Linked DNA regions of Bombyx mori: region 2 is linked to region 1. A link is a contact called in public Hi-C data. All regions are on one chromosome and are shown on one strand. Each heading gives the region's core, a stretch centred on a gene start, on an enhancer-like site or on the middle of the called end of the contact. The rest is flanking DNA. Distances are from core to core; before and after follow the strand shown. Region 1 holds the start of LOC101746531. Region 2 overlaps Fatp (fatty acid transport protein).

Region 1 (6,605 bases), core at 3,870-6,369:
GTCTCTTCAAACGGACCATGTCGATGGGCTCGCCGCCACTACGGACATGCTCCAGACAGCGTCTAGCTTCTTCTTTAGCTTTTTCCAATTTATCAACAGGCACATTATCTAATTCGATTTTTATCAAGGACGCCATATTCTCAGTCAAATTGTAGGATACCTGGAATTATTAAAAAGTGAATTACATTTGATTAACTGATATTATATTGCAAAGAGTCCAAAAAAGGTTTGTTGTGTTATTTTAAAGGTCTTATTCAATATGGTGAAGTTGTTCATAAGATCCAATGTACATGTAGTTTTGTATTGTAATGTTAAAATTGAAATTTTAATGTATTTTTTTTCTAGTGAAAAATGTAAATGGTTTTAAAATAGTGCTAAATAATTTTCTTTTGTCATTTAGGTTTAACTTACATCACCAGCAAGGGCATCTTCCCTTTCCACAAGGCAGCGCTGTAAGGGCGCGGCCGCAGTGTCACACAGGTATCGAAGTAGAATCGCGCAGCCAGTCAATTGCTTTAAACCTGATGGATCCGAGAGGACTGGACCTCGCCATCCAAACATTATCTGAATAATGATAGTTGTTTCTTGTTAAAAACAAAGTACTAAATGAAAAACAACAAAAATTTAATAATGCTTCAATTTAATTTTCTTTTCACAATTCCTATTTGAGCTAGAAATTGGAGCTTGGTACAGCACTTTCGTGATATAATTGCTGATAGTTCAGGCCCAGTCATTTACCATTTTTTCTATGATGGAAAGATTTTTTTATTGTAGTATTAAGCAGCATTTGGTCTACAAGGGTATTTCGTATTGATGACTTCATTAAAAAAAAAAAAAAAAATTTATTTTTATTGCTTAGACGGGTGGACGAGCTCACAGTCTTCATATTAAAAGATTTTTCACCTTGTTAGTTTTAGAAGCTACAAATTGTGCAGCACAAAAAATTTTCTTTATTAAAATATGTTATTTTCGTTATGTTAATTGAATCAAAATTGCTTCAAAGTTGTATAAAATTCTTCTACAGATGAACGGCCGTCTGGTGTAGTGGTAAGTGACATGGTCACTACACAAGGGGGTCGCGGGTTCGAATCCCGCCAAGGGAAGATATTTGTATGATAAATATAGTCTTTTCCAGGTTATGGGTGTATATTAAATATATGTATGTGTATAATAAAAATCTTACATTTATTTCCGTTATCTGGCACCTGTATCACAAGTTCTTTATGAACTTAGCACGGGCCCAGTTAACGTGACGTGATTGTTAGTAAATATTTATTTATTTATTATTATTAAAAAAACAAGATATAAATAAATCAACCTTCATATTTGTGCCACTTCCACAAATTCATACATAATTTGTCAAACAATTATTGTCTGATTACAGATTGCAAAGCTGGCTTGCTTTTGTTTTATATTATTTTGTTTTCACAACAACAATTATACACAAAAACATAATATAACAACAACAACAATTTATATTATTTTATATTAGTCTATAACCAACTTAATTTTCAAAAATGAATTTTTAAAGACTAAATATAGATATTATTATAAAACAATACCTGTCCGCAATCTTCAATATCAGCCGGCCATTGTTCCCTCAGCTCTCCATAAATTGGTGGTCCCGGGATACTCTGCCAGGGTTTGACCCATTCTTCTTGCTGTTCTGTTTCTCTCTAAAAACACAAGATAATTATGGAAATGGTTGGTTTCTCTCTTTAATGTGAAGCTAATAACCAGTGTCTACAGTTCAAGTGGTGTAGTGTAACTAGTATTATACTGCACATGTCAGTGTAATAATAATTTGTAGGTATAATTTGTTTAACCAGGTCATGCGGTGTGTGCCAATAAACTAATTTCAGCCCATATTTAAATAAGAAACTCAATAAGTAACAATTTTCTTAAATTGAAACCTGTTTTAGTTTTTGCTAGTAGCTTGAGTCTGACAGTTACTTAAAAATTAATGGCCATTATTAATGACATAAGAAATAGATTACAAGTAGGTACGTAACTTTTTGGGATATCTATATATCTTTTTTTTAATTCAGAAGAACTAAAATTGATACATAGTTGAAAAGTTAATTTCACTCTATCATGTCTAAAACTTGAATATGGTATGCAGTAAAGTAGTTTAAATTAAGTGAAGTCACCTTTGCAATGATGTCATCTTCTACAATTGACAATGACGAAAAAACGTCGCTCGCCTGTATTTGTCCCGCCAGAATAATAGTAAGGTTTTCCGATCGGTAGAATTTCTTATGAAAGCTTCTTACCTAGAAGATTTTTCACATTAATGTATATTTGGTGCGATAATCTATAATTATTCAAATCATCAATTTGAATCAGTATTTTGGGAAGACATTAACAATATAAATAATGATATTACAATTTACCTTATTATTAATAAATATGATAGAACTTGAGAATTATCTAAATGAAAAAAATTAAAGTACAATTTTTATAAAATTTCAGATATTTCACAATTATTGACAGTAAAATTTGGAAAATCTGTTTTTCAAATGTTGTTACCATAAATAATGATATCTGCATTAGTTTGTTTTGAATTTGCTGCCAAAATCCTTTGCAAAGCGCTTTACCTTTCTCTCCCCAAAATATAATTATCTTATCTGAGAGATCCATGTCAATTTATTGTGAACTATAATGCATTAAGATTTCCAACATGTAACATCTACTTTGCATAAATTACATAAAAATGTAACATCTACTTTGCATAAAGTTCCTATGAACATTCACGTTGTGAATTGGTTTTTTTCTATACCCTAATCACTGGTACCATTGAGGGACTATTCCAGTTCCACCAGTTTATTAGGAATGCACACAGGGCTCGGCCTGAGAACACTTGCTAGCATCTCACCCTACCAAGAGCACCGCTTTATTGAATCTATAACTGTAATCGGAATTGCGAGGCACTGAGTTAATCCGGCGAGAAACTCAGGGGTTGTGACTATCGGTTAGAGGTCTATGGGCACTAACGACTCTTAATATCAAAGGTATTGTACCGTCTACCAATACAAAATTTGCATCATATGTGATTATTATTTTTGACACCGACAGGTGAACGAGCTCCTGTGACCTGTAACCTGTTTTCAAATGAATAACAAAGCCCAAAAGAGTGTGTATGTCATTACCATGAGACATGAAGTTGATCTTTCAATTTTATTGTATAATGCCTGTCCCACCCTGCAAAATGGAACCCCATGATTGTTCGACCAAAATATGGAGGTAGAAGCTACCAGTACAGATTTACAGTACTCCACCGTAATAAATCCTATAACAACAGTAATAAACACAATAGTAATAAATCTTATAACACAAAGGCTTACTTACTTTTGCATTATCAGTTGATGTCCTAAGGTTCTTCATGATACCGCCTGTTTCAGCAGAGTACCCAGAGTTTGGATACATAGCACGTAACAATTTCAATTCACATCTATGAAACACATTTTAAAAAATTACACAATTACAAAAATCATTGTTTTAATACAATTATACATGTAATTAATATTATTTTGTTTGCTAACCTACTATCAGCTGAATTTTCACGACCCTGCATCTCACAATATACAACACCAGCATCTTCTCCATCTCCATCAATATGATGTACCTCCGTAATGAACCCTTGTTCTGTTAAGGTTGGATGTAAAATATGATCGATGTATATTGGCAACAATGTTAGCATTCCCTCGTCCCCTGCAGTATATATAGTGTAACACGTGTGATCTGTGTCGGTCCATGCATTCGTACCATGTGCCATACAACGATTTGCAAGTTGGTCAAGTACACCCTTGTAAGGGTAGCGTTTAGAACCCAAGAAAACAAGATGTTCCAATGTATGTGGCAGCCCATCATCATCATGAGCTTCTGTTGCTGTAGAACACAAAAAAATCATTATTTAACATTATTTTTACAACAGTATGCTATTGTCAACTGAGATTTTTAAGATAAAACTGATAATTTATTTTCATATGTTATAATTAAGTTCTTTTGAATAATCTACACTTATAAATGCAGTGAAAATTATTGATTTATTGCAATAATTCTTAATTTAAACCAAAATTATCCATGGAATGGAAATATTGACAAAGTTCTTTCACATAATCGAGCTATAATTTAGAGGGAGGGGTATGGGAAATAAAACATAATTCATGTTTCCAGTGAGTATGAAAATTATGTAGAGTTAACTTATAAACTGACCATAATTATAAACATCTTCAGTCTACAATATCTTCAATAGATTTGCAGAAGATAATAATCTAACTGATCCAGGTCTTTTCTCCATTATTATAATTAAATTTACTATTTTTATCTCAACAAACAGTTGGAAACTAAATCTCTACCGAATCTGATACAGGTTGTAATTCAAAATCCAAAATTATTGAGTGAGTTGTTTACTTGTTGTGTACTTTTAAGTTGGTACAAAAATGCATAATTGTTTGAGTTTGATTTAGATGCTAAACATGTAATTCAATAATAAGTACATACCTTCAAATAGTTTTTACGTACTTATATTTTATTATATAGTATTTTTTTAATGCAATGTTGTAAAAATTACCAAGACAGAAGTACCCGTTCACAAGCGGTCCTTCGACATCAGCTATTATTACTGTAAGTCCTGTTTTTTCCGACACGTACTTGTTCACAGGAATTATGTCTGAAGCTTTCGTTGAAGATATTAACTTAAAATGAGACATTTCGCCTACTATTTAATTTCGGTCTATGAGGTTAACCTACACTAGTATCTCCTTAAGCCAGTAGATTGTTTTGAAGTTCATTAAAATTCATTTGTAATTGTAACGTAGTTACGTAGTGTAGTACGGCTTAGTAACCATAGCGATTGGAGGCATCTAAAATATTCAAGTCGAATTTTAAAAATATCTCGATGATTTTGCCTTAGTCGACTTGAATCGATCTGGAGATTGTCACGAGACACCAATCACGATTGAAAAATCTCAATTTTTTCATTATAAATTGATGAATATGAGTCCACAATATTCACTCCAGAAGACATAATTTATGCAATCATGGATACGAAAGCAATTGCCCGGAAATAAGGACGACCGTATTTACTATGAAGACGTAAGTATGGCTATGACTTTCCCCTACCTAATCGTTATAAGCTAATAGGGCTGTTCCAGCTACGCGTGGACGGATAGATGAGTTCACGTACTTAACTTGAGAGAATTGCCTAACACTAGAACTAGCCCTAGTCAGAGCAGTCGTTCCTTGAATTTTTTCACAAGATCGGAATCGTAACCCACTCAAAAGATCGGGCGAGAAAGTCATTGGGTTGTGTTTAAGGGTTTTTTTTTTGGATAGGGGTCCGAACTTCATATAAGGTGTCCGCACCTAGGGAGACACAAGTTCACGTATCGCTCCGCTTTTGCAGAGTAGCGTTGCGTCCTCGTCACCAAATTAGTACCTGACCTGTCGCTGCCGACTGTTGTTACTACGATGCTCCCGTTTTGATCCCGGGTGGAGATGTCGGGAGAGAGAGTGCAAGGGGAGTTGTTTGGTGGGTAGAACACTAAAAGCATCCTTGGGCCTACAGTCTGCTCCCCACATCTGCAGATCGTCAAGTTGCACATACTTCGCATGCCTTCGAGACGCGGCCACCTCGTATGAGCTTCGGCCTCTTGCCGGAAAAAAATTGGGCTAGGTTTCTAGTCCAACTTTTTGTTTTCTCTAAGTTCGACGAGAATGGTGGCCGGTGCTTGGAGAACATCGAGAGTGGATAAAAAGGATCCGGCCAGACATATTTGGGGCGACGCCGACTTTACGTTGCCCCGTCGCCTGGGTCGAATATTTAGTTATAGGCGGCCATAATTAGAGAATTATGTTGATAGCTACTTTTTCAAAGAAGTCTATGAAGTCAAGAGTATTAGTAGCATTGAGTTAGTAAAATGATGCAAATAAGTATAAAAAAACCATGAACCAGATGATGAGAAAAAAACCCAGATGAATATACTGCCCACCTGATGGTAAGTGGTTACAACGCTCATGGACGTCGGCAATACCAGGGGCAGAGCCAAGCCTCTGCACATATCTGAGTACTCTCCGATATTTGTATCCATATACCGAGTACGTAAACATATACGTATGTAAATCCCTCACATACGATTGAACGGATAGTTGAAAAATATCTCGATTCTTGAGTCGAAAAATGGACCACTGTAGAATCGATTATAATTTTTAACAGATTGCGACTAATTCGTTCGTGAAATCATCTTGTACTAGGCCATCACTATACGTGTTATGTCATTCATTCATTTCGATTTCTGTGGGTCTTGAACTAAATGAAGTGGTACTTCATGCCTTAACAAAGATTTTGCGTTTACAAAGTACAGGTTCCACCTGTCGAAGAGTAGTCTTCACATCTTTTATAGGTGGTAGGGCGTCTTGTGATCTCGCATTGGTAGGTTTTTTTTTTTTTTTCCTACCTAAGCTGAGAGCCTTGAGAGGCTATTTGAGACGCAAATTGCGTATCAAACCATTGTCTAAGTCTTAAGATAATTAATCAAAATCTTCAAAATCTTAAATTAAATTGTTTTTTTTTAATATATTTGTTTTTTTGTCGCCTAGGAACG
Region 2 (7,133 bases), core at 3,956-6,455, 39 kb after region 1:
ACTATTATTATCGATAAGATAATGAACGATAGTAGCGGTGGTTATAAGTAGAGCTGGCTCTCGTGTATCTCTGAATGAAAAGCCTGACAAAGTATAAATGATATCAATGCAGGAACGTCGTACCGTTAGTGTAGGAGGGGGTCTTAAAATACATAGTAAAAATGAATTTAATACTACAGTATTGCAATCAGCCAATAAATCTATAAGATCTTTGTCTGTAATACACCGAATTTTTATCCTGCTCTCTTACACTTTGACGACATCTAACTCTTTCTTGCGAATTGTGTGAACGAGCTCACGGCTCAGTCGTGTTAAATGGTTAGCTGAGTCCATACACATCATCAAAGCAAATTCCGCAACCAACTTTCAGATTTGAGTTCTATGTCTCTGTTCTACAGTCCAACGTCTGCCACACCCTTCAAACCGGAACAAAATTACGGCTTCGCAGCAGAAATAAGAACAGTGGTGATAGAAATAGTGGACTCAATACGGCCTTTATTTTATCCCGGTCATCGTTCTCGTCGAACCCGTCGCTTGCGAGGAAGGGCTCGGCGAGTAAATTAACCCACAGACACAGCCCACTGAGTTTCTCGCCGGATCTTTTCAGTGGGTCGCGATTCCGATCCGGTGGTAGATTCTGCGAAGCACGACTCTTGCTAGTGTTCGTGTTAGCAACAGCGTCAGGTTTGAGCCCCGTGAGCTCATCTACTAGCCCGGTGACGCTGATATGGTCTCCCTATACCATCAGCTTAGGTAGAAAAAAAACTTCATTTTAACCCTACGTAGATAATTATTATTTAGTCGGAAAGCGGATATAAGCATACATACATGCACGTCAGAATTTTTTGTAGTATTGTACATGGATGTTGCTTGGTAGTAAGTTGAGTACTCGTACACGACGATTTAAATACCGCCTCCAACCTTGAGACGTGAGGTCGAAGTTTGAATTGTGTTATAATAGCTGTCTTATTCTTTAAAGTTTAGACCACTGAGTTTCTCGCCGGATCTTTTTAGTGGGTCGCGATTCCAATCTGGTGGTGGATTGTGAAGTACTGCTCTTGCTAGGGCTAGTATTAGCAAATTCTCTCAGGTCCAGCCCGTGAACACATGTATCCGTCCGGGCGTATATGGAATAGCCTCTTAGTCTACCAGCGAATGAGTAGGGAAAAAATCGTTTTTTTGCGACAAAAACGAGAAAGGTCGTTGATTCCATTCGAATTTTATATATACGAGTATGTTATACGATTTTATTCCTACATCGTATTCTATCAGTCTGTCAGATTTGAATCACGAGCCGTATCACTCGACACGAGTACTCATATCGTGCATTGAGTGTAAAATTGCGATCACTGGAAATATCAAGTGATATCTTTTATATCTACATCTACATCATTTAATTTGCCTGCTAATTATAGAGGTACATTCGTAGTTAATTATATATAATTAAAGTAAGCACAATAATGCTTAGCTGGTTCTCTCATTGCGTTATTGCTCACGAGTTTTATGGTTTAATATTCAAATATATTTCATATGCATTTCAAACTACTGTATGTCTACCATAAGACGCCCGAAATTCTCGGGTGTGGTATTTTTATTAACCGTGTTTGTTTTTCCATCTTCCGTTGATTTCCCAGCAAAAGCAGACCTTAATTTTTCCATTTAATGTAAAATGTTGCTGTATTACGATTGGGGTTTACGGGCTCGAACATAGACACAACCCACTGAGTTTCTCACTGGATCTTCTTAGTGGTCGCAGTGGGTGGGTAGTAGATTCAGCAAACCACTTCTCTTAAGCGGTAGGCAGCGGCTTGGCTCTGCCCCTGGCATTGCTGAAGTCCATGGGCAACGGTAACCACTCACCATCAGGTGGGCCGTATGCTCGTCTGCCTCCAAGGGCAATAAAAAAAATAAGGCAAATGTTAGCTAACTAAACTAAAAGAAGGCAACATCTCGATATTTTTTTCTTCCATAATAAATACTGTGTCTATTGGGTGATCGCCTTTAAACGATCTTTTGTGTATCAGGAACAAACTACCCATATACGTTTGTTTTCTAATTATATTTTTGTAATGTGTTGTTTATTTTGTAATGTGTCGTTCACAGTTCGAAAGGTAAAAGTGTATAAATATATTTACACTAGCTGTTGCCCGCGACTTCGACCGCGTGGAATAGTTCACAAATAATGCTTTATTTCAGAACAAATTTGGTTAGCATAAAAAACGTTATAGGGAGCCAACCTTAAAATATAGACATATGCTGTCGTGCAATTTTTTTTAGATCTTTTAAAAGGGAACAATTCTGTGATACATTATTTTAGCGAAACTTTAACCGTTTTCGCAGCGCACGCAGCGGAAGCTCTCAAAAGGGAAAAAACCCGAATTTGAAAAATTCTTTTGGTACTCCGCCTGCATTGGTCTTAGCGTGATGTTATATAGCCTATATATAGCCTTCCTCGATAAATGGGCTATCTAACACTGAAATAATTTTTCAAATCGGACTAGTAGTTTCTGAGATTAGCGCGTTCAAACAAACAAACTCTTCAGCTTTATAATATTAAGTATAGATACATATCTACAGGATGGCTAGGTGACCCGGCAAACGTTGTTTTGCCGTATAATTTATTTCTTTGAAAGATAAATAATCTAAATACCGACTGCCGCGCCATCTGCCGGGCTGATTTGTGCATCTAAACCATCCAGGGCGCCACCCAAACGCATACAAAAAAATCGTTCATATCGGTTTAGTCGTTTAGGAGGAGTTCAGTGACAAACACACGCACAGAAGATATATATACCTAATAATACTAGCTGACCCGGCAGACTTCGAGTGCCTCAATCGATAAATAAAAGACCTAAGCTTTTGTATAAAATAAATTTAAAACAAACAAAAGGAATCCGTCCGACGGGGGACACATCAAAGGAAAAACAAAATTGTTATTTTTATTTAATTCCGAGCATTTTCATATTTATCTACCTTTCAAACCTTCTTTGGACTTCCACAAATAATTCAAGACCAAAATTAGCCAAATCGGTCCAGCCGTTCTCGAGTTTTAGCGAGACTATTATTAAGATAATAATATAATATGTTAAAAAGATTTACTCACAATCCTTCAGCGCAATGCAATATTTCAGATAAATACGCTCAGTTAGAATAGCTTACAGTTTTTCAGAACTATAAACCGGCAAACAGTACCTAACTAATACCTAAAGTGGCTGATGTACGTTTGTGATGATTAAAACGAATCGGCTCAAGTTGGTTCGAAAACACAATGTTCCTGAATAGTTTATAACATAAAACGGCTGTTAATTCTTAAATATTTATTTACATATATATTTTTTTTAATAGATGAAACCCGGTGCTGTTGACATCGAAAAAAGCAAACAGAACAGTGATTCGGATGGAGTGTCTTGGGGAAAAATATTTTACGTGTTGCTGTCGCTAGCAGTTATCGTGATAGCCTGTGGCGTCGCCTGGGTGTTCCAGGACTGGCTCACCAGTCTTATCATCTTCGTTGTACTTTTGGTGGTATTCACCGTTGGCTATTTCTGGAAATGGCTGTACATCGCGGCCAGAACTGCTCCTAGAGATTTTTCGTAAGTTTGAATATTCTTTAAAACGGATTGTTTACAATATTTTTTAGAAGTCGTTGTAGGTACCACCGCCCCGCCTATTTCCGCCGTGAAGCAGTAATGCGTTTCGGTTCGAAGGGTGGGGTAGCCGGTGTAACTATACTGAGATCTTAGAACTTATATCTCGAGTTGGGTGGCGCATTTACGTTGTAGATGTCTATGTGCTCCAGTAACCACTTAACACCAGGTGGGCTGTGAGCTCGTCCACTCGTCTAAGCAGTAAAAAAATCTCAGAAAATCTTGTACAGATTTATACAACGTACTTCGTACCGCGTTCCTCGTATGATTTACAACTAAGAACGTTCTAGTACTATTGAAGTCATTGTTGAAATGATAAAATGTTTCACATAGCTATTATTTACCGGGATTTATGGATTTACTACCCATAAACTGTGTTTATATTTATAAAATGCTATCGTTAAAATCATGATCTCATTGTTACGTGATTTGCATTATATGCTAACAATGGAGGTTCAAGAGATTTTCTTCATTCACAGGGCACTGTGGTGTTATGTTAAAATCCTGAGACTTTCGGGTAATTTTGGTAAGAAGAACTGGTCAATGCCCGATATATTCCATGAAAATGTAAAGAGACATCCGAACAAAGCATGCTTCCTTTACGAGAACGAGTCATGGTCCTTTAAACAGGTAAAACATATATTTTTTTGTACTTGAATCATATTTAGCAGAAATATTCCGATACAGCAAAACCGTTTTCACAATGGGAACCAATTGGGACACGTTAAGAAATTTTTAAAATGTCCGTTCTCTTTTGTATTGATTTTAATTAACCAATAACTCTCGGTGTAACAGTATAATATATAATATATAACTGTCTTAAACGATAACAAAATTAACCTGATGCAAATCTTATTTTTAATAAAAGGCCTATACATTGTACATAGTATTATGAGTTGAATTAATTATGCGAAGAACCTTGAAAACCTTTAACTTACGATATTACTCTGTTACTTTTATAGACCGGTTTTCTTTTCGTTTTCATAAAATTATTAAATATAACCAACCATATAAATAATTTTGCAATCATCAAGATAAGGAGGTAACAATGTTTTTTTTTATTGCTTAGATGGGTGGACGAGCTCACAGCCCACCTGGTGTTAAGTGGTTACTGGAGCCCATAGAAGCCAACTTTGAGATATAAGTTCTAAGGTCTCAAGTAAAGTTACAACGGCTGCCCCACCCTTCAAAACTTAAGATATGCTTCACGGCAGAAATAGACAGGGTGGTGGTACCTACCCGCGCGGACTCACAAGAGGTCTTATCACAAGTAAATGTGTCAGTAAAAATGTCTTTAATTAATTAATTCAATATTAAATCTACCGTAAATTTGAAACGTGTGTGGCCGTAATATTACTAATGAGACTGACGAATGTAAATCTCTAAATAATCTGTGAAAAATTAAATACAGGTCGAAGAATTCAGTCTTCGTGTTACGGCAGTGCTTAAGAATCATGGTGTGAAACGTGGAGATGTTGTCGGCGTAATGATGAATAACTGTCCGGAATTGCCGGCGACGTGGCTAGGCGTAGCTCGCATGGGAGGCGTGTCGCCTCTCATAAACACGAACCAAACCGGAAACGCTCTTCTGCATTCGGTTAACGTTGCGAAATGTAACGTTGTGATATACGGAAGCGAGTTTCAGAGTGGTAGGTACATAAATACACAGATCAGACTTTTTTCCCCATACCTATGCTTATAGCCTTGAGAGCCTATTTCAGCTTCGCCCTAACGTTTGTAGGTGAGCTCACGGGGCTCAAATCGGAGAGTTGCTAACACTGACCCTAGCAAGAGCAGTGCTTTGCAGAATCTACCACCGGATCGGAAACGCGACCCACTGAGAAGATCCGGCCAGAAACTCAGTGGGCTGTGTCTATGGGCTAATTCACTCGTCGAGCCCTTCGTCGCAAGCGACGGGTTCGACGAGGACGGTGACCGGTGCTTGTGGTGCCTAAAAGCACCGTTAATGGATCAGGAGGATCCGTAATGACGTGCTTTGGGCGACGTCGACGGTTTACCATTCGGTCTACAGGGTCGGCAGATCAGACAATGCATTTCATAATCTATATCTGTACTAGTATAAATCTAGTATTGTCTAGTATTGTTAATTAAACTTGATCTATTTATTTCAGCATTCGATGAAATATCAAATGAAATAAATCCCGCAATAAAACTGTATAGATACAACCGGAGACCCCTAAATGCATCAGGTGATGCTGTTAGGGTTGTAGAATCGGAAAACGATTTCACTCATATGTTGGAGACTACACCTCCTGCCCCGTGGAGTCTTTCCGACGGAGAAGGCTTCACCGGAAAACTTCTATATATATACACGTCAGGGACTACTGGATTGCCCAAAGCAGCAGTTATATCTCCGTCAAGGTAACAAAGGAATAACTATAAAGTTCGCGTTACTGGAATGTTGCCTTTTTTTATTGCTTAAATGGTTGGATGAGCTTACAGCCTACCTGGTATTAAGTGGATATTAGAGCCCATAGACATCTACGACGAAAATGTGCCACACACCTTAAGATACAAGTTCTAAGGTCTCAAGTATAGTTACAACAGCTGCCCCACCCTTCAAACCGAAACGCATTACGCTTCACGGCAGACATAGGCAAGGCGATGGTACCTACCCGCACGGAATCACAAGAGGTCCTACCACCAGTAATTACGCAAATTATAATTTTGCGGGATTGATTTTCATTACACGATGTTACTCCTACACCGTGGAAGTCAATCGTGAACGTTTGTTGAGTACGTATTTCATTACAAAAATTGGTACCCGCCTGACATTCGAACACCGGTGCATCGCTCAACACGAATGCACCGGACGTCTTTATCCTTTAGGCCACGACGACTTCAAAATTATTACGTTTACCTATACATTTTTTAATTGTGGCTTATTTGCAGGATGGTGTTCATGGCATCGGGCGTACATTATTTAGGTGGATTGAGAAAAAACGATATAATGTACTGTCCAATGCCTTTGTATCATTCAGCTGGAGGGTGTATTTCAGTTGGTCAGGCCTTCATATTCGGGTGCACTGTAGCTTTGAGAGCGAAATTTTCGGCGTCTGCATATTTCCCGGATTGCATTAAATTCAAAGCAACGGTAAGAATTAATACTAAATCAACTGGTTTTACTATTACTAGTGGTCCCGCAGTAGTCGAAATTCGATTATAATTAATTGAAATTATAAGTTTCAACATTATTATGGACCTATTGTTACAGATTTCGCCAAGGCTACACTATAGACAAATACTCGTAATATTAAAGATAAACAAAACTAACTTATTCTCAATTTGAAGACACTTACAGACTTTAAGCAATAACAAAAGTTTGACAATAAACAAAGAGTATATGTGTGTGTCAAATACATGGTAGTGTGTGTAATGTTTTCTTTATTGATCTAATGTATTTTTAATCCATAATTTAAAAAGAATATTAGCATTCTGCACTTTTTCTCTCTATTCTCTATTAGT

What was found. Hi-C and Micro-C count contacts between places; a contact is called where the count stands out from the background.
Region 2: a Hi-C map of midgut shows a contact between it and region 1, with 2.2 times the contacts expected there. The contact joins the enhancer-like site here to the promoter of LOC101746531 in region 1. A contact is called at or near these places in 2 of 7 Hi-C or Micro-C datasets (midgut and whole pupa).

The regions. Positions count from the first base shown.
Region 1 is chr4:6,698,006-6,704,610 of ASM3026992v2, forward strand. LOC101746531 reads right to left here and starts at 5,120. Exons shown (of 18, transcript XM_004929181.4): 1 at 4,574-5,120; 2 at 3,543-3,888; 3 at 3,349-3,451; 4 at 2,151-2,273; 5 at 1,563-1,676; 6 at 412-564; 7 at 1-160. The coding sequence starts at 4,712.
Region 2 is chr4:6,736,651-6,743,783 of ASM3026992v2, forward strand. Fatp (fatty acid transport protein) reads left to right here. Exons shown (of 14, transcript NM_001134255.1): 3 at 3,346-3,593; 4 at 4,127-4,277; 5 at 5,059-5,296; 6 at 5,780-6,029; 7 at 6,561-6,762. Among protein-coding and RNA genes, the nearest start is that of LOC101746772, 25 kb to the right of the region's middle. Within about 2 kb of position 5,206, at least 4 of the 8 cell types and tissues checked have open chromatin away from gene starts, as enhancers often do.